Regions from separate parts of the Mus musculus genome. Here all the other regions are linked to region 2. Evidence: chromatin contacts called from public HiCAR-type, HiChIP or PLAC-seq and promoter capture Hi-C data. All regions are on one chromosome and are shown on one strand. The core of a region is the stretch at or near the end of the contact, and the rest is flanking DNA. Distances in the headings are between cores, read along the strand shown.

Region 1 (3,160 bases), core at 404-2,903, 530 kb before region 2:
CTGGGGTTGACTGGTCCTAGTGCGGGCCATGGGAGGGTGTGTTTGCCATTAAATGCTTATGCATTATCTCACTGGTCAGAGAACAAGACTGACTTCCTTATGTGCTAGGTCACAGCCTTGCCTTTCCTCTTGGAGGAGTTCCAGCTGTCATCTGTTGCGTCTAGAGCCCGTCAACATTCAGTTCGTGCTGTGTCACATGCAGGGGGCCAGTCTGAGCTCCTTTTTGGTCTCTAGGTTTACTGACTAGCAAGTCTCCCAAACATATCATGGATTTTGATTGTACAGAGGAATCTAGCTTTATTTTCCGCCGGTTGAGTTTTAATTTCACAGCAATGAGAGACTCGAAAGAGTATGGCCCCTAGCCGGGCGTGGTGGCGCACGCCTTTAATCCCAGCACTTGGGAGGCAGAGGCAGGCGGATTTCTGAGTTTGAGGCCAGCCTGGTCTACAGAGTGCGTTCCAGGACAGCCAGGGCTACACAGAGAAACCCTGTCTTGAAAAACCAAAAAAAAAAAAAAAAAGCATGCCCCCCCAGAGCGCCCCCTACTGGAATCTCCTGGGGAAAGAATGTTGAAAAATAAACGGCCCAGACCCAGTCATTGCAAAGTTGAGACATGCTAGAGTCCTCTGGGATGGGCTGATGCTGAAGTTTGGGACCCACTCATTTAGAAGGCAAAGTTGATAAGCAAAGACACTCTCACAACCTGCCCCTGTGCTATGAGGGACCTGCGGGACCTGCCTACCCTCTGCCCCCTCCACCCCTCCCTTTACCCTGTAAGGAACTGATGGGTGTAAAAATAGCCTCCACCATTCCAAGCACATTTTAAGCGAGAACTCATTTTTAAAAGTCACCTTCCTTTATCTGGGCCCTAGACACGATCCCTCTAAGGTAAACTTATGTTATCCAGGTGTAGTGGTGTATGCCTATAGTCATAGCGGTAGAGGCAGAGGCAGGAGGCTAAGAGTTCAAGGCTATCTTCAGCTACATATCAATTCTGAAAACAGCCTAGTCTACAGGAGACCCTGTATTAAAAAAAAACCCAAGATCATAATATATGATATATTTACGTCACACGAATTCTAGGCGCTAATTCTACTAATCAGTTTGCGATTGGTTGTTACGGTCAGGTGTGGAGGAGGAGCTCAGACATCCAGTTTCTGGAACTAGCAGGGATTGATAAAGTCCGACGTCCTCCTAAGACCTCTGTTCCTAAGAATCTGCCTAGCCAGACAGTTTCCCTCACGGCTTGGAGGCACTTGTTGCTAAATTGCAGGAAGAGGAAATTAAGAAATGCAAAGAGCTGGGGAAAGCGCCTCAGTTTCAATTGGGAGAGTGCAACGCTCGCTCCTCCCACTGGGATTCTGCCAGGTAACCCGCAGTTTTTCGCGGCCTCCCCTTCTTTCCAGTCCGCAGCGCCGCAGCCCCTTTAACAGCCCTGACCGATCGCTGGCCGATCCTCCAGGCCCGTCGCGGGCGCGCGGCACTGGCTGGATTGGTCATGTCTGGTGCGCGGCTGGCCCCGCCCCCTCCGCCCTGTGGTTGGGCGGTGGGGGCCGCGGCCGCGGGGCGGGTCCGCCGGCGGGGCGGGACGGCCGGTGCCCGGGGGCGGGCGGGCAGCAGCACGGCGGCCCCAGCCAGAGCCGGAGCTGGAGCTGGAGCAGGAGCCGCGGCGGCCGCCAAGTACGGGCGCCGGTGTAGTAGGATGAGGCAGCCAGCGGATCCGGGGTGAGCGCGCTCCGGGCCAGGTGGGGCGACGGGCGGAGCAGGCCCTGACTGGGTGGCCCGGCTACGGGACACCGGCAGCTCCCGCAGCCGTTGGCGCAGCGGGGCTCGGTCCCTTCCACACTACCAGGGCTCGGGACGCCGGCATGGGTGGCCCCGGGAGAGACCTTCCCTGCTTGGGGGCCGGGCAGGGCGGAGTCGCCCCGGGGCGGGAGGTGCAAGCCGTCAGGTCCCAGCCTAGCGTCCGCGGCTCGGTGTGGGTCCGGGAAAGCAGCATTCACACGCTCGTTGAAGGAAAACACTTGTCACCTCTGTGCGTGGGGCCCTTGCCGTCCTCCGCCCCCTGGGCCACCGTGGGAGAAGCTTGGGAATGGAGGAGCGCGGTTACTTTTGCGCGAATCTGTCAGTGGCTGTCGGCGCCTCGCTTGTTTTTCTCCCAACTCCTGGCGGACACCGGGGACCGAGGGGTGGCTTGTGTGCTTTCAAAGGGAGGTGGCGGCGTACCAAAAACCGGGGAGATCGGAAGGTTAACAAGTGACATTGGGCTGAGGCCTAACGCTAGCTGCCCCGCTGGGAGCATGGAGATGACGGTGGTGGAGACCGGGGGACCGATGCAGGGACAGGAGCTGCCGGCTCCATTGCACCACATGCCACTCCGGAGTGCCGACTCTACGCGCGGGAGTTGGTGCAAGGGAGTTTTTCCCCCACTGAAAAACGATTTTTGGAAAACTTAGCCCCTCAGTGGGTTGATGGTTACCTAAACCATCAGTTGTTATGGTTACACGGCATCAAATTTAAGGGCAAAGTCTGTTAAACACCCTCGCTCTTTTTTTTCCCCTTAGAGCTAAGGAGTACTTACTTTGTCATTAGATTTCATAGATGAGGAGGACATATTTTTTTAGAGTTAAAGGAAAAGTGTGACAACCTGAAGACACAGGTTGTGTCCTGTTCCGGTGTGAGGTCCAAATGTCTTGACACCATTGCTCAATTGAGAGGAATTGTCTTTTCAGGAGCTAGATTAAATCCAAAGAGAAAGTGAATTGTATGTGGAAAATAACAAGGGAAACTGAGGGACAAGTGATCTCTGGCGCTTGGGGAAGGGAGTTTGAAGGGTCTGGATTTATTGGCCGGTGAGAAACGTTTCTGTTAGCTTTTCCCAACCCTTAAATGGTTTCAGTATCTTTTCAGAGTCTTCCAAACAGATAAATGTCTTCAGGCTACGAGAATGAAGCCAGAGTGTGGCTGATCTTTGCTCCTTGGGCTCCCAGGGAGGGGACATGAAGGCTTGGAGAGGGATAGAGGAGGGCTCTGGGGGACTGCACATCCTTGTACGTGTGTCTTCAGGAAAGGAGATGAGCAAGGAGATTCAGATTAGAACGTGGAGGTGATGAAGTTCACTGACAGGTAGTAAAGGATAGGCGAGGAAGGACAGTTTGGG
Region 2 (3,130 bases), core at 76-2,575:
CCCAACTGGGGAAGCAAAATATATTTAAAATGTCACACATTCCTTAGCTAAGTCCAAGACTTTTTGATAAAGAACCAAAATTATGCAAAATATATATAAAACAGCTCAAATATTTTGTAGAAGGCATTAAAAAAACTTTTCTTAGATTACATCTTCACAGGAGAATTACAAATACTGACAAAAAGGAAATGATTTCATAGTGATCCTTTTATGTACCGAATGCCTCTTTCAAAAAGTTACATAGTTGCAGGGGTAGCGCAGGATAAATATAAAAGCCGGGTTTTTCCAAAAGTAGGGTTTGAGTTATAACCCTCAGCGCTCAAGGATTCTTAACTTCCAGTAATCTGCGAGGAGCGCAGCTCGCATTTCTCAAGCCTGCTATTGCTAACAGGGATCCGCGTCGAATAGCGTCGCAGTGGATGCCCCGCATACCCTCCCCCCGCGTCCCCCTCCCCCGCGCAGGAGAGCGCACAGAGCTCCAGAGCAAAGCCCCGGGAACTCACAGGCCAGCCTGTGTGAGCAAAGGGAAGGAAATGACACAGGCAGGAAAAAAAAAAAAAAAAAAAAGCAAATCAAGGAAAAGACACAACAGCAGCTGGGCCTGCACCAGGCTCCAGCCCCGGCCCCACACTGAGCTCCGGCTCCCCCACCCTCAAGCTCGCGCGCCAGCTCGCTGGGGACCGCAGTGGGCCGCCCGACGGGCCTCGGTCCCGCAGACCCCTCCCCGGGATACGCCGGCCGCATGCCCGGAAAGAGAGTTGCCGAGTGGGTTTGGCCGGTAGGGCACCCCCGGAGGTAGCCAGAACGGCGCCCCGATCGAGGCACCGCGGAGAGGCGAGCGGTCCGCGATCCTCAGCCCCGGGCCCGGCGAACTGTCCATGCCTTGTCAGGCGGCGGCCCAGGGTCCTCCTCCCCTCAGCCTGGGGCGGGGCGTCGCGAAGCAGCGCGGGCACAGGCCGGGGCGGTGGCGGTACTCACCCATGGTGGCGATGGCGGAGGCGGCGGTGGCGACTACAGCCCAGAAGTGTCACCTCCGCAGCCGGGGCTGCATGCCGGGGGAGCGGGCGGCGGGGACGGCAGCGGGCCTGGCTCCGCGCGGGGGCCGTGGGCTGCGCTCGGGGCCCCCGCCGCCTCCCCAGGCTCCGGCTCCGGCCGCGGCCGGGCGCTGTGGCATGAGCAGGTTGGCCCGCTACATCCCCGGCGCTCCCAGGCTCGGCCCAACCCGGCCTCGGCGGCGCCACTCGACCGGGCCGCCTGCGAGTCCTGAAGTCCAGAAGACGCTCCGACCGGCCACTGTTCTCCACCTCAGGAACGCTCCGAAAAACAAACCGCTGGGCGCGCAGCAAGCCTTGCAGCCTGTCACTCATGCCAGCATCTGCCAATCGCATGCAGCCGCTGGGCCTTGGCACTACCCCCACTCTCATTACCAGCCAATAACCAGGAGGAAGTCAGATACTCCCGCCTCCTCCTCCCCGCTCTCTCCCAACGCCCTCACTCTCATCCGCCAGCTAATCACGACGGACCAATCCCGCCTACTCTCACAGGATGCCAATGGGCGAAGTCAAGGCGATTTCCGAGGGCTGGCTAGAGCCTGCCAATCACTGAGACAGCGCCCGTCCTCTCGCGCCTAGCCAATCACGGAGAGAGCGCTGAGTACCCGCCGCGGAGTGTCGCTAGCTGGCGCTCTCAGCCTCTCTGGCCAAGGTGTGGGCTGCTCCAATCACTGCTCCGGCTTGAGGCTCCGCCCACAACCCTCTGCTCAGTTGCGGAACCCTCGGCGGGCGCGCGGGCTGGCGCCGTTCCCCTCGGCGGCTACCCCGGCCTGGCGCCTTGCAAAGTCGTCTTCTGTAGAGGCCCTCAGAAAAAGAAAACCTTCGGCCCTATGGTTGTCGGTTGTTGGCGACCTCGAGGTGCTGAGGTGTCCGGCCCCTGCTGGGGCAAAGTGTCTGGCGCGGATTGGGCAGGGAAGGTTTGGCTCGATGCTTTCAGGCTACTTGAGCTGCGCGATACCCTGAGTAGCCTCGGCTTACAGGCAGGGGGATGGTCTTGTTACTTCTCTCATCCCCCTGGGTCTCAGACCTCCGAGGCCACACCTGATACTCCGTCTTCAAAGGCTAGGCTAGTGCTGGAATGTGGGTCCCCACATTCTGAGTTCTGCTAGAGTTGCTTTTGGACAAGTTTTGCTCTTAGAATTATAAAAGCGAGACACGTTTTTAAAAGAAAACTTAAAAGTGCAGGAAAACAGAAAGAAAAGCCCTACCCTGAAGATAGTTTTATCTATTTCCTACCTAGATATGCAACGTTAGACAAAAAATAACTTCATATTGTTTTCTGGTGTGCTTACACTTTTGTGCTTCCTGTGCCACTAAATATTGTCTCAAAACAATTGTACTGGCTGTGTGATCTTTCAAAAGAGCATTGTGATTAACTTTTTCAACCTCCATTGTTTCAATAATTCATACACCCAGTCTTAAGATTCCAACTCTACCACAGTTAGTGTGGCTTCCCTTTCTCTGGAGACAGTTCCAATGACATATTTCAGATTCCAGAAAAATCTGATGCCATTTTCAGTTGTCATTTAGAAACACTTACCTTAGGAGGTGGCTTTGGAGTATCAGATCTCTTAAGGAGTGTCTTACGCAATTCTTTTTCTTCATCCCCACTCTCAACCCATACTATTAACTTTATTGTCCTCTCTCTCTCTCTCTCTCTCTCTCTCTCTCTCTCTCTCTCTCTCTCGTGTGTGTGTGTGTGTGTGTGTGTGTGTGTGTGTGTGTACGAGGTGTTTGTTGTTTGAGACAGAGTCTCTAACCTAGACTGTCCTGGAACTTTTTTTTTTGTTTTTTTGTTTTTTTGTTTTCCGAGACAGGGTTTCTCTGTAGTCCTGGAACTTCTTTGTAGTCTGGTCTGAAACTCACAGATCTATCTGCCTCTACCCCCTGAGTACTGGGATTAAAATTAAAGGCCTGTGCCACTGTATCTAACTCGTTTTTCTTCAAACTCTCAAGTCTCATATTCTCACTTGATTAAGTCCCTAATTTATGCCGGGTAATGATGGTGAACGCCTTTAATCCCAGCACTTGGAAGGTAGAGGCAGAGGCAGGCAGATTTCAGAGTTTGAGGCCAGCCT
Region 3 (2,769 bases), core at 161-2,660, 630 kb before region 2:
GATGCATTCTGGGAACTTAACACCTTAGCAACTAGAGCTCAGGGCGAAGAAGGAAGTGGTATGATTCCAAGGTAGAGGGGGAAGCAAGGGGGTGAGCAAGAACTGGGTAAGGGAGGCCTGGGGTCTGCCTTTTCCCAGAGAATGTTACAACCTTTCAAACATCAAAGGGAGAGAAACCAATTTATAGTCTAGAAAATTCCGTAGGAGGCAAGGCTAAACACACATCTGCAATCTCGGGTGTTTGTCTGTGATGGGAGGGTTGTGTTCAAAGGCATCTTGCCATTTAGCCATCCCCTGGGTCAGAATAAAGAAGGAAGGGATGAAGGGAGGGAAAAGGGAATGTTAGCCCGATGGTAGGGGAGGAGGGTGTCGGGAGGAGGGAGAAGGGGTGAGCTGGGGACTGGAGAGATGACTTGGCAATTAAGAGCAATCATGAGGACTGGATTTCAGGTCCCATCACCTCTGGAGAACGTGACAATCGCCTCTTCTGGCTTCCAAGCACACACAGGCACACAGACACTCCTCCCTCAAAATGTATTCATTCTCTCATGAACATGCATGAAAGGGGGACAGGACGGTTCACTGGAGAAAGGTGCCAGCTGTCGAGTCTGATGATCTAAGTTTGATCCTGGGACTCACATAATGGAAGGAGAGAATTTCTACACGTTGACCTCTGACACACCCCCCCCAATACATAGTGGTACACATGCATTCTACCCTACTTCCACATACACAAATAAATAAATGTTTAATAAGAAAGGTTGGGAATTGGCAGTGGGGAAAGTAGTGTGTACTACACACACATATATACCCACAGTCACAGACACACACATACACCCACAGTTCCACACAAACACATATACACCCAGTCACACACACACACAAACACACATACATACATACATACACAGTCACACACACACAAACACACACACAAACACACATACACAAACAGCCAAAGGGGCTCCTTTGGTGACTAAGCCGGTGATCAGGGACCACTGCAGCGGCTTAAGAAAATCCCTCTTTCTACTGAGCCACCAGTAGCGTTCCTCACAAGGACTGCATATTGTCGGAGAAGCTGGCCAGTGCAGGATAGGAGGCCCAGATTTACACTCTATGGATACAGCCCCCATAGGGAGCCCACAGGAAAGGCAAACAGGTCTTGCTAGGTATCCCACAAAAGCACTTTTGAGTGGAAATAAAACCTCCTTGTCCTGTCAGGAGAAGAAGTCCCCAAACCCAGATGAGGCTAGAAGCGCAAGAACTTTGAGGCAAATGCTACTTGTGGGTTTTTTTGGTTGTTGTTGTTGTTTTCTCCTCTTCTAGACAAAGCCATTGGGTTCAGTGGTCCCTCCGGAAGGCCAGTCATTTCCTGAGGAGATATCAGGCCAGCCCAGACCTCATTGTTCTTGGTTTCCAGCTATGGCCGCCATTACCTGACAAGTACCAGAGCTGGTCTCTGCGCGCCTGGAGAGGTTGTCAGAGTTGTTTCTGCTTTTCACACAGCAGGCTTCTGGTCTGTGGCAGGCAAGAGAATTCTGCCCCTGAGGCATGGCCGGAAGACAGAACTAGCTGAGTGCTTCAGTCTGCAGAAGTCTTTCAGGATTCAGCTGAGGTGGGCCTCAGTCGGCAGACAAGATGCTCCTGGCTCTGGGACTCACGCTGGTGCTCTGTGAGTTTCTAACCTGCTTCCTTCTTCCCTTCTTATGAGACTTGAATTCGTGAAATCAACAGATTGGCTTTCTTTTTCTTTCTCTTCCAGATGCAAGCCTCCAGGCTGAGGAAAACTGTAAGTCCTGGTATTTTCACATGGCTTCCTTCTTTGTGTCTTTTCTGAAATTAACTCATGTCAGACTGCTTAGGGTTGGTGTTTACAACAACTAAGAAAACTCTCAAAGCCTTGTTCTAAATCAAGGTTCAAAGAGTGTGTATTAGAGACAGCGGTGTAGGAGAAAATTGCTGAACACCAGTCTTACATCTTGGTGGGTTTCTGTTTGTTGGAATGGGAGAGATGGGTTTTTTTAAAAAAATTCCTTATATGTATATATGTATATATATGATTCCTTATATGTTTGTGGTCTTTCTGTCATAAGCTATTTCTTTTTACATCATACTATGCCTCTAATTGTTTACTTTCAAACTCTTCTCTTTATTCGCTTGGATTTAGAGTCTGTAATCCCAGTACTTGGAAAACAGACACAGAAAGATCAGTAGTGAAGTCCAGCTTCGGCTCCATAGGAGTTTGAGGGAGGCCTGAGCTACTACGTGAAACAGTACAAAACCGACTCCCAAAAAATAAAAACTTAAAAAAGTATTTTTTTTTCCTTTCACTTGTTTTAATTTACAAATGAGACTCAGTTGACTTGACAGACTATGGAGGCTGAAGGAGCAGACAGTAAATGGGTGTCAGGACTCCCTCTGTCCTAAGAGAGTAACAAAAAGGACCAGCCAGATCCCCTTTCCCTCCCACCGGGGAGGCTCCGCTCCTATCTGAGCTTGCTTGTGGGGAAGGGTTCTGCCTGTCTTTAAAGTCAGACCTATCATCCACTCGAGAGCTGATTCGGAACCTCCGAATTTTTCAGATTAAGAGGATCTGTCTCGCTCCGTCCATCAGAGACTCTGAAGGAAGAGGCTCAGCCCAGCCCAGGGATTGTGGGTCAGGAAGAAGGCCACAGATTACACTGGCTCAGTCAAAAGTTATTCCAGTGTGGGAAGACTAGGGATGCTGGGCTGCAGGCATTTTTGAGCTGAAGAACGTGACAGGGCTGA
Region 4 (2,919 bases), core at 70-2,569, 630 kb after region 2:
CATCCAATAAAAATAAGATGTAATAAAAATCTTTAAACATACTAAAAATAGAAAATGGTTTGGAAAGGGAGAGCAATGAAGGTCAGATGAGAAAGAGCCCAAAACAAAGACTTCCCCAAGGCATATTTTGTCTAGACTCTGTGTTGCTCAAGATACGTCTTAGAAGTTGGCGTGAAGGTGAGAAGGAGGGTTTGGCATGTCCTAGAGCCGCAACTGGCAAGAAATGACTCAAGGACAAAACCAAGAAAGCAAGTCCTGGGGAACAAATAGGGACAGTCACAGTCCAGAGTCTGGGGCTCACTTCTTAGGCAGTGCTGGAGTCTGAGAGTGGCTTGTTGGTGATTAAGACATGGGACCTAGGCTGTTTACGTGGCACAGGGAGAGGTGGACCTGGGGTACGACTGACAGGGGCTCAGAGCGTCCTTGCAAGGTTCAAACATCAATCCAGTTTAGAGACCACTGAGTCCTAAATTAGGGGTGGTAGTGATAAGAATAGAAAGGGTGTCATACTGCAAACACAAAGCCACCACCTGAATGTGGGCTTACAGGGGCTGCATAGAAGTCTCCTGGACCCCAGACATGTGGAGACTCTGGGACACTGGTGAAAGTTCCAACAATTTCTATTGTCCATCTTCTTTGCTCTCCGCCCAATCTAAAATGCCCTTAGGTGACATCAGTCAGCAAGGTACTAAGTACCTAAATATGCAAAAGAAATAGAAGACTCAAGGCTGCCTATTAGCCCCTCAGTGAAAAATAAACGCAGCCTAGAAACAGTGATGTAAACCAAGAACCTGGTGGGCACTGGTCTAAACCTCCAAGCTCCTCTCTCCTGGAGAAGCCCGTAATGACTACTGTTAACTAAGAGGCTAGCTTTCGGGCTCCGTTCTGAAGCTGATCGGGTGCCTCCCTTAATTGTTTATTTCTGCTCTGAGGTTGGATCGGAACATTCTGCCTGAGATCCCTGTATAACAACCATTTCAAAGAGTGCAGTATCTTTTCTTCTTTTCATTTATTCCCTTTACTGTTTTATTTAATTTTTTTTCCTCTCCCATTTTCTAATCTTCATCTTATAAGAAACAACACTGAGTCTGGGCGTGAACACAGACAAAATCAGAGTGCCTATTCCTAGAGCATCTCTTCCAAGCCAGCCGCCATCACTGCTTTCCTTTCTCAACTGCATCCCTTCTCGTTCCCACGGCAACCGGCAGAGCCGCCCACGTGTGGACTCAGGACCCCCGGGGCCGTAGCCCTGCCCCACCCCCACGATCCACGTTCCCTCGCGACTAGCGGCACAGGCTCCGCGCGAGGAGGGAGGCACGGTTGCCAAGGAAACGGGAGGACGCCAGGCAGCCGCCCCCACCGTCTCCACCCCAAGAAAGGCCGGAGGCCGCGGCGGACAGCTGCCTCCCGGGAGGAGAAGGAAGAGGGCCCTCTAGAAGGAGGGAAGACAGTGAGGTGTGGGGGAGGAAGAGGAGCCCAGGACCGGCCCCACGCACGATTGATGGGCGGCTCTTCGCCCACCCGCTCCGCCCCGCGGCCCCTTTAGCCCCTTGTGAGGGGTGAAAGTGCTGATCCCCAAGGTAACGGGCGCCTGCCCCAGCCTTCCCAGAACTGAGGATCAACTATACCTTTAAAACTTAAAAGATTCTGAAGGGAAATCAGACCTCTTAGCGCCCCTCTCTTCTTCGGGCTAACAGTAGCTCCAGTTTGTTTCTACCTCAAAGGAACAGATTTAACTGGAGTCTAGTTGGTTTTTGTACACTGGTAGTTCCATCACCCCCAACTGCCGCACAGCTACATTGGTCTACAATCCAGGAAACAGCTTTTGAATGTGGAAACGATGGTATTATTAATGGTAGAACCCAATCGCTTGTCAAACTTGTGATGTTCTTTTCATTTTTCCAATTACACAGTCTCTGCTCTGGGCTTAATAGTCTGTGTGTGTTAGCTAGGTCTCTCATACACCCCTTTTACACAACCATTATTTCCTACGTTAAATTGGAACAGTCACCCTTTCTTGACACCACCCTGCCTCAAGCCCTCAGCCTCTGAAAAGTATAAACCGAGCCTAAGTCACTAAACTTATATTCAGCACAAGTTTAAAAAATGATATTAAAAAAAACTAAGATTTTTTTCCAAACTAAAATTGAAACAAATCCTGTAATCCTTGACATTACAAATGAATTCATTGTGGAAAAGATTAAAGTCTTCTGAAACTCTTCTTCTAAGCAGCCAATCATAGACATGGAGGAATTTATAGACCTGATTGTCAGGTAGTAACACAGCTACTTATATCTTGCCTCAAATGAAGCTTCAGTATAGAGAGGTTAAATTTACATTTTGCTTATTTGCCAAAATCAAGACAGTATAGTTTTAATGATATTTCACAGAGCGAGCATTGCAAGAAAACGGTAAGACAGCTTATTTTAAAAGCACTTCTTTCAGGTCAGGTGTGGTTTTTATCTTTTGTTTTTTGTTTTTTTTTTTTTTTTGACAAATGTAGTCACAGAAAAAGGAGACAGCATGTACACAGGCATGCACATGTGCATGTATGCACACATGTGTGATACTTTTAGAGACTGGAAAGGAATGTAGTCTGTCCTTATTCCTGCTCTCCTTAGTCAGGGTGTCTCAGTCTGAATTCCCTGGAAATTTATGCTAGAGAGGAATTCAAATGTCACAGAGTTCTTAGAATATTCCTCATTGAAATTTCACAGATGCGTGGAATTTTGAGGCCTTGGCAGAATCACTCGCTTCCTCTCCCCACCTCACACACCTCCTCATCCCTGGCCCTTTCCCTCTCCTTAGCATGGCATCGCACACCAATTTCTAAAACACAAACTTGATCCAGTGCTTTGTCACCAGAAGCTTGCAACAAACATACACATGATCATGCGTGATTTTCAGAACGAGAAGCAA
Region 5 (2,899 bases), core at 195-2,694, 730 kb after region 2:
CAGCCAACTGATAAATTCAGTATTTGGCTTCTCTGAATACATGGCCTTGAACCTTGGTGCCTGGCAGTTGCTCAGACCTCTTTCTAGTGTCTGTAACTACTTGCTTTTCAGACAAGGAAGGGTTAAAGCCAGCCCCTCCCCTTTGATGCAATGGAGCTGATTCTGATGGGAGCCAAAGACTGAAGTCAGCAGTTCCCTGAGGCCTCTTGGCAACACCCTCCTAAGGAAAGTCAGGCCTGCGGGAAGATCTGGGCACTTTCTTCTCATGCTGGACCCTCTTCAATCCCTCATTTGTCCTCTTCTGACTTCCCTGAGTGTCTCCTTTCTGCCTTCCCTCACGATGCTAGTTCTTTACCTCAGGTCTGCCAGAGACTCCTGCCCCACTGGTCCAGGCAGCTTGACCAGGTTTGGGCGGCTCTGTTCCAGGATAGCCATGTGGTGAGGCTGGCTGGCTCCTTGCCCCTGTGGCCTCAGAGAGCTGCCCACTGGGCCAGGCCTGCTCTGCCAGGGTACCTGGGAGGAGGCCATCTCTGCTTTGATAGGAGATAGGGGAATGCTGTTCTCTGGAGAGCTGCCCTGTCTTCCCATTCATTCATGGATTCATTGAGCTGTCACTGAATATTCAGGTGCTCGAAGCTGGGCCAGTTCAGACCTGCAAGGGAAAGCTGGGCTCCGTGCCTGGTAGACAGTGCCCTTCGCTCAGGCCTGGGACAGGTCTCAGGCCATCTGCCACTCAGCAGGCTCCGCAGAGAACCTGGCACACAGAAGAGATGCTTCGTGGTCAACTGAACTGAGCCCCACCAGAAGATAGAAGTCCTTGTCACATGTTCTAAAACTAGAACTGGCTGGGAGCCAGAGGGCAAGTGGCCAGGTCCAGAGCCTTCTTCCTGACCACTCAGAGAACTACGGGAACATTCCCTAACTCTTCTGCAGGAAGGCTTAGAACATACTCTCTGGGGAGCCCCCAGGCCTAAGAGGCTGTAGGACAAACTTGGATTGAATGTGGCCTCTGGCAAGACTCCAGTCACCAGAGAAAGAAAAGGAAAAATTAACTTGTCAAGGTTTGGGGAGTCAATTCATGCTTGCCCTGGAAGGGTGAGGGCCTGGGTTCGAATCCTCAGCACCCACATAAAACCCAGGAGCAGCAGCTGCCTATGCTCGTAACTCTTGGGGGTACAGATAGGTAGATTTCTGGGGCTGCTGGGGTCAGTAGGCTTGCTTACCCAGTCAGCTGCTGGCATGCACATGCTCTCTCTCTCTCTCTCTCTCTCTCTCTCTCTCTCTCTCTCTCTGTCTCTCTCTCAAATAGATGGGTGGCACTGGACATTTGGAGCCTCATTCCTTCAACTACTCAAATGACCCAATAGAGCTCACACTGCTTTTTACCACGCTGCTTCCTTCTCTCTCAGGGCAATGGTCACTGGCATCCCTGCCCTCAGAGCCGCTCCCAGCAGCCTGAAGAGCAACCCTTGAGCCACAGCTAGTAGCAAAGCACTCGACTCACAAAGGGGCTACTCTGGCCTCTGTTTGGAGAGCAAATCACTTGAAGGTAAAGTGGGTTAATCATTAAGGACCTTACTTTGGATTGACGGTCCCTTCCGTCCCTTCCGGAATGCCTGGCCTACCTATCTCCCATGGGTCTTGTGAGAGCTGCAGAGTAGGGACAGCTGGAGGAGCCCACACACACACACACACACACACACACACACACACACACTCAGGAATGCAGCTCACGGACTCTCTAGAGTTCTTCTGTCTTGGGCGGTCCCACCCATTCATCCTGCACATCTGATCCCGGCAGAAAGCAGCTGATCTGCTGTCCCCCTGGGCAATCCAGATCCCATGTTTCCTAGTGGCTTCCCCCAGCCTGAATCAAACATTGGAAAGAGACTCGGAAAACCATCATGGCAGGAGCGTCCAGGGTGGATGGGCAAGGGAAGGAGCGAGAACATTCAATGGGTGTCTTTATGTATTCTTTTCACTCCTTTAGGCTCTGAACCACATGACCACACTGCCTATCCAAAACAAGTAGAACTAAGATTTTAAAAGTCCTGGACAGGGTAAGCCTGAGAACGCACAACGCCTCTAAACCACCGCTAGTGTTCCAGGCCAAACCAGCCACCATCTTCTGAGGTCTTAATGATTGCAAGGGCTTCCTCTGCTTCCCCTCCCCCATCTCCCATCCATTGTCTGTGTCCCTTACCGCGGTTACAATGAACTTGTTAAAGATCAGATCAGCCATTCCCACTGGCAGCCTTCCTTACAGTATCCACCATGCCACTGCGTCCTGGCCTGCACCCACTCAGCCACACTCCTGCAGTCACCCTGTCGGTCCTCTGAGACATTAGGGACCCTCTGCTCCCACTCTGGTCCAGGTATTCATATTGCTCACCCTACACACACACACGCACACACACACACACACACACACACACACACACACACACACACACAATGTAATAAAAAAAAACTTTAGAAATAAGAGTAGCAGTTAGCATTTATGGAGTGCTTACTGCATGCACTCAGAGGCACTTGGTAAGGACACTCACCACATCCTTAAGCATCTTTCCGACAGCCCAACCCTAGGAGATCCTCTACGCCCTATTCAAGCTGATGGGACAATGAGCTCAGGTGCCCAAGTTCACACGCTTGTAGGCAGGGACGACTTGTCTCCTGAGGAGAGCCAAAAGCTCAGAGGCAAAATGGCAGGCTACAGAAACAACTGGACAGAGCTGCCATCTGTCCCTACAGGGCTGCGGGGGTCAGACTCTGCAGAGAAGGAGGCACAAACGCTGACTTCTCAAGCCTCTGGAAGGTTTTTATTTGTTTGCTATTCTTTTTCTCTTTTTCCTTCTTTAAAAAAAAAAAAAAAAAGACAAACAATAATAGCACATTTCGA
Region 6 (2,891 bases), core at 40-2,539, 670 kb before region 2:
AGCAGAAGGATTCTCATGAGTTCAGCATCAGCTTCGGCTACATAGTGAGTGCTAGGCTATGTAGCAAGATCTTATCACCAACAGTCCACAGAAAGAAGCTGCCTGCTTCGGGATGGGGAGGGGAGGGGAGGGAAGACAGGCTGGGTTGCACACAACAGCACTTTCAACTTTATGTGGTTAGCTTACACGGAAGGACCGATGTGCCGCAAAGACTGCAGAGGAACCAGGATTGGGGCCACCCCTTCTCACCGATGAAAGAAACCACCCTCAAAAGTCATTAGTTTGTGTGCCCGGCTTGCCAGCTGGGCAGCAGCAAGCCAGGCTCAGCAGCAAAGCACTCTGACTCCACAGTAGAGCTCTACCTAGGCATAGTACTAGTTGCCTGAATTAATTTAAAAGGGGTTTGAGTGGGCATGGTGGGCTGGGTCCCAGCATTTGAGAGTTTAGGAGTTAGTCTAGTTTAGCCTTGGCCACGTAATAGAGTTTGAGGCCAGCCTGACCTACATGAGGCTCAGCCTCAAAAGTAAATAAATTAATAAAAATTTACAAAAATCACGGGAGGGTTTTCTAGCTAAAAGTGATAACAAAGGAAGTTTGGAGGTTTTCATGGTAAAAAACAATCTCAGATTTTGCCCGGCCAAGTTTCAGGTGGAAAAACAAAATTGCTACAATTAATGCCCTCTCTAAACCTCAGCTCATTGGCCTCCTAGCAGATAATAGAAAGGCTTTGCTCTTGGTTGCCGATCTAAAAACACAGAAATCCCAGTAAGTGAACGCTCATGTTCAGAGTCAGCTATCTGACCATTTTGATGCCCATACTTTCAGGAAATGAAACTTACCGTTATTTTCCACCCTCGTACAATCCACTGCAGCATTCTGAACTGAAAGAGAAAATGGAAGATTAGAGAAAAAAAACCTCATTTCCCATGTGATTATTTTGAGAGATGATTCTTGTTTGTTTTTTCGTCTTTGACTTTTCAAGACAGGGTCTCTCTAGGTAGCCCTGGCTGGCCATGAACTCTGTGTAGATCAGGCTGGCTCCACAGAGATCCACCTGCCTTTGCTCCACCAAGTGCTGGCCCCCCCGTCCCAGAGTCAATTCTTAAAATATCGAATCAGGCTTACGTGTGATAGAAATTGTAAGAGCCCAAAGTAACAGTTTGTCCAGCCAGCATCTTATTCCCTTGAATGAAACGGCAGAGAGGCACATTGGCGAGTCACCATCGCCCATGGTTAATTGAGTTACTACAGAATGGGGCTCGGCTTCTGAGATTCCTCTTCCCAACCACACACAGGAAATGAGAGGATTTAGACAAGTTTACTCAACAGGACCTATGACTCGTTGGTTTAACTGTCCTTCATATTACTGGAACAGCTGCTCAGACCGCAAGGTCTCCTATCTCACTTAGAGCTGCTGCTTGGTGATAACGGATCTTTCTTTTTTTTCCCCCTTCTTTCCCCCTTTTTTCCCCTTCCCTTTCACTCCGGCCCATAGGTTTTTTTATTTGTTTTTCATTACAGATAGTTGTGAGCCACCATGTGGTTGCTGGGATTTGAACTCATGACCTCCAGAAGAGCAGTCAGTGCTCTTAACCACTGAGCCATCTCACTCACCAGCCCCGATAATGGATCTTTTATATTCTCTCTCTCTCTCTCTCTCTCTCTCTCTCTCTCTCTCTCTCTCTCTCTTCCTCCCCCTCACCCTCCCCCTCTCCCCCCCCCATCTCCCTTCCCCCTCCTAAAAGAAAAATGAAAAATGCCTCTGACAAGTAAGCCCTACTCTCCAGAGCACAGAGAACTTCCTGGCGTGCTGTCGGCCGTTGTTCATTTAAGATTACAAGTCCTTTGTTTGCTTCTTTAGACAAGCTTGGTTGCCCCATCTGCACAGGATGTGTTTGATCGAATGTAGGCTGGAGGTACATAAGCAGAGAGTATGCCAGGATGTTTGCTTGCTCCTGATTGGACAAAGGTGGAAAGTATGTAGCCTTTTGGGGTTTGCCTTTCTTTATAAACCTCCGATTAATGTACCTTGGTGACATACTCCCGGAATCCTGAGGATGGATTGTCTTAGCCAGCATAGCAATTTGGCTCAAAAACTGTGATAGTGTTCTTACTTTCACCCAATGGGATCAACACTTTCACACCACACACGCACACACGCACACACACGCGCGCACACACACACACACTTCCTAGCTGCCTATGAGGTGAGAGACAGGTTCCAGATGTATAAGGTACATCTTCTATACATGCAGCCTGAAGGTAATTGGAGGAGGGATTCAGAGAGTCCTTTGGCACACTCTTCTCAGGTCGGCGTATTCAGACCAGAACCTCAGCAACATTGCTCTCAGCTCCTCTCATCACCTCTGGAGGTAAGTCACACCAGGCTGCTCTGTAAGACCTTCCGGCCACCCTCCTGCCTCTCTAGCATCTTGCTTGGTAGATGATGTCTTCTTGGGTTTGGTTTGCAAATATTTTATTGAGTATTTTTACATCAATGTTCATAAGGGAAATTAGTCTGAAGTTCTCTTTTTTTTAATACTTGTTTATTTATTTATTATATGTAAGTACACTGTAGCTTGTCTTCAGACACTCCAGAAGTGGGAGTCAGATCTCGTTACGGATGGTTGTGAGCCACCATGTGGTTGCTGGGATTTGAACTCCGGACCTTCGGAAGAGCAGTCGGGTGCTTTTACCCACTGAGCCATCTCTTCAGCCCCTTAAGTTCTCTTTCTTTGTTAAGTCTTTGTGTGGTTCAGGATGTCTGTGGCCTCATAGAATGAGTTTAGCAATGTTCCTTCTGTTTTTATTTTGTGGACTAATTTAAGGAGTATTGGCATTAGCTCTTCTTTAAAAGTCTGGTAGAATTCTTCGCTAAAACCTTCTGGCCC

Evidence for each region. Promoter capture Hi-C pulls out the DNA fragments that hold promoters and counts their contacts. HiCAR-type assays count read pairs that join an accessible place to other places. HiChIP or PLAC-seq counts read pairs in DNA pulled down with a chosen protein or histone mark.
Region 1: a promoter capture Hi-C map of pre-B cells shows a contact between it and region 2, with 4 times the contacts expected there. The contact joins the promoter of Tex2 here to the promoter of Map3k3 in region 2. A contact is called at or near these places in 1 of 39 promoter capture datasets (pre-B cells), 1 of 484 Hi-C or Micro-C datasets (embryonic stem cells) and 1 of 115 datasets of contacts at active chromatin or transcription factors (pancreatic cancer cells).
Region 3: a contact with region 2 is called in an H3K4me3 HiChIP or PLAC-seq map of bone marrow-derived macrophages, with 4 times the contacts expected there. The contact joins the promoter of Pecam1 here to the promoter of Map3k3 in region 2. A contact is called at or near these places in 1 of 39 promoter capture datasets (cranial neural crest) and 1 of 115 datasets of contacts at active chromatin or transcription factors (bone marrow-derived macrophages).
Region 4: a contact with region 2 is called in a HiCAR-type map of astrocytes, with 2.3 times the contacts expected there. The contact joins the promoter of Marchf10 here to the promoter of Map3k3 in region 2. A contact is called at or near these places in 1 of 39 promoter capture datasets (embryonic stem cells) and 2 of 115 datasets of contacts at active chromatin or transcription factors (astrocytes and bone marrow-derived macrophages).
Region 5: a contact with region 2 is called in an H3K27ac HiChIP or PLAC-seq map of extraembryonic endoderm stem cells, with 4 times the contacts expected there. The contact joins the enhancer-like site here to the promoter of Map3k3 in region 2. A contact is called at or near these places in 2 of 39 promoter capture datasets (hippocampal neurons and liver), 4 of 484 Hi-C or Micro-C datasets (the AtT-20 cell line, the N1E-115 cell line, cortical neurons and 1 more), 11 of 115 datasets of contacts at active chromatin or transcription factors (the NIH/3T3 cell line, astrocytes, cardiomyocytes and 8 more) and 1 of 9 other capture datasets (embryonic stem cells).
Region 6: a promoter capture Hi-C map of pre-B cells shows a contact between it and region 2. The contact joins the promoter of Milr1 here to the promoter of Map3k3 in region 2. A contact is called at or near these places in 4 of 39 promoter capture datasets (cranial neural crest, hippocampal neurons, liver and 1 more) and 1 of 115 datasets of contacts at active chromatin or transcription factors (effector CD8 T cells).

Annotation. Positions count from the first base shown.
Region 1 is chr11:106,611,423-106,614,582 of GRCm38.p6, reverse strand. Tex2 (testis expressed gene 2) reads left to right here and starts at 1,653. Exons shown (of 12, transcript NM_198292.3): 1 at 1,653-1,725.
Region 2 is chr11:106,082,782-106,085,911 of GRCm38.p6, reverse strand. Map3k3 (mitogen-activated protein kinase kinase kinase 3) reads right to left here and starts at 1,325. Exons shown (of 16, transcript NM_011947.4): 1 at 979-1,325. The coding sequence starts at 982.
Region 3 is chr11:106,713,922-106,716,690 of GRCm38.p6, reverse strand. It overlaps Pecam1 (platelet/endothelial cell adhesion molecule 1), which reads left to right and starts at 1,410. Exons shown (of 16, transcript NM_001305157.1): 1 at 1,410-1,672; 2 at 1,763-1,789. The coding sequence starts at 1,639.
Region 4 is chr11:105,455,135-105,458,053 of GRCm38.p6, reverse strand. It overlaps Marchf10 (membrane associated ring-CH-type finger 10), which reads left to right and starts at 1,319. Exons shown (of 12, transcript NM_172568.2): 1 at 1,319-1,580. All of the region lies in intron 1 of Gm39417 (a long non-coding RNA gene), which reads right to left.
Region 5 is chr11:105,351,041-105,353,939 of GRCm38.p6, reverse strand. Mrc2 (mannose receptor, C type 2) reads right to left here. Exons shown (of 30, transcript NM_008626.3): 30 at 2,795-2,899. Among named protein-coding and RNA genes, the nearest start is that of Mrc2, 60 kb to the right of the region's middle. Within about 2 kb of position 1,444, at least 69 of the 459 cell types and tissues checked have an H3K27ac peak or open chromatin away from gene starts, as enhancers often do. A contact at or near this core is called in the AtT-20 cell line, the N1E-115 cell line and extraembryonic endoderm stem cells, where this site is marked.
Region 6 is chr11:106,749,624-106,752,514 of GRCm38.p6, reverse strand. It overlaps Milr1 (mast cell immunoglobulin like receptor 1), which reads right to left and starts at 1,289. Exons shown (of 7, transcript NM_001033435.3): 1 at 1,126-1,289; 2 at 840-881. The coding sequence starts at 1,231.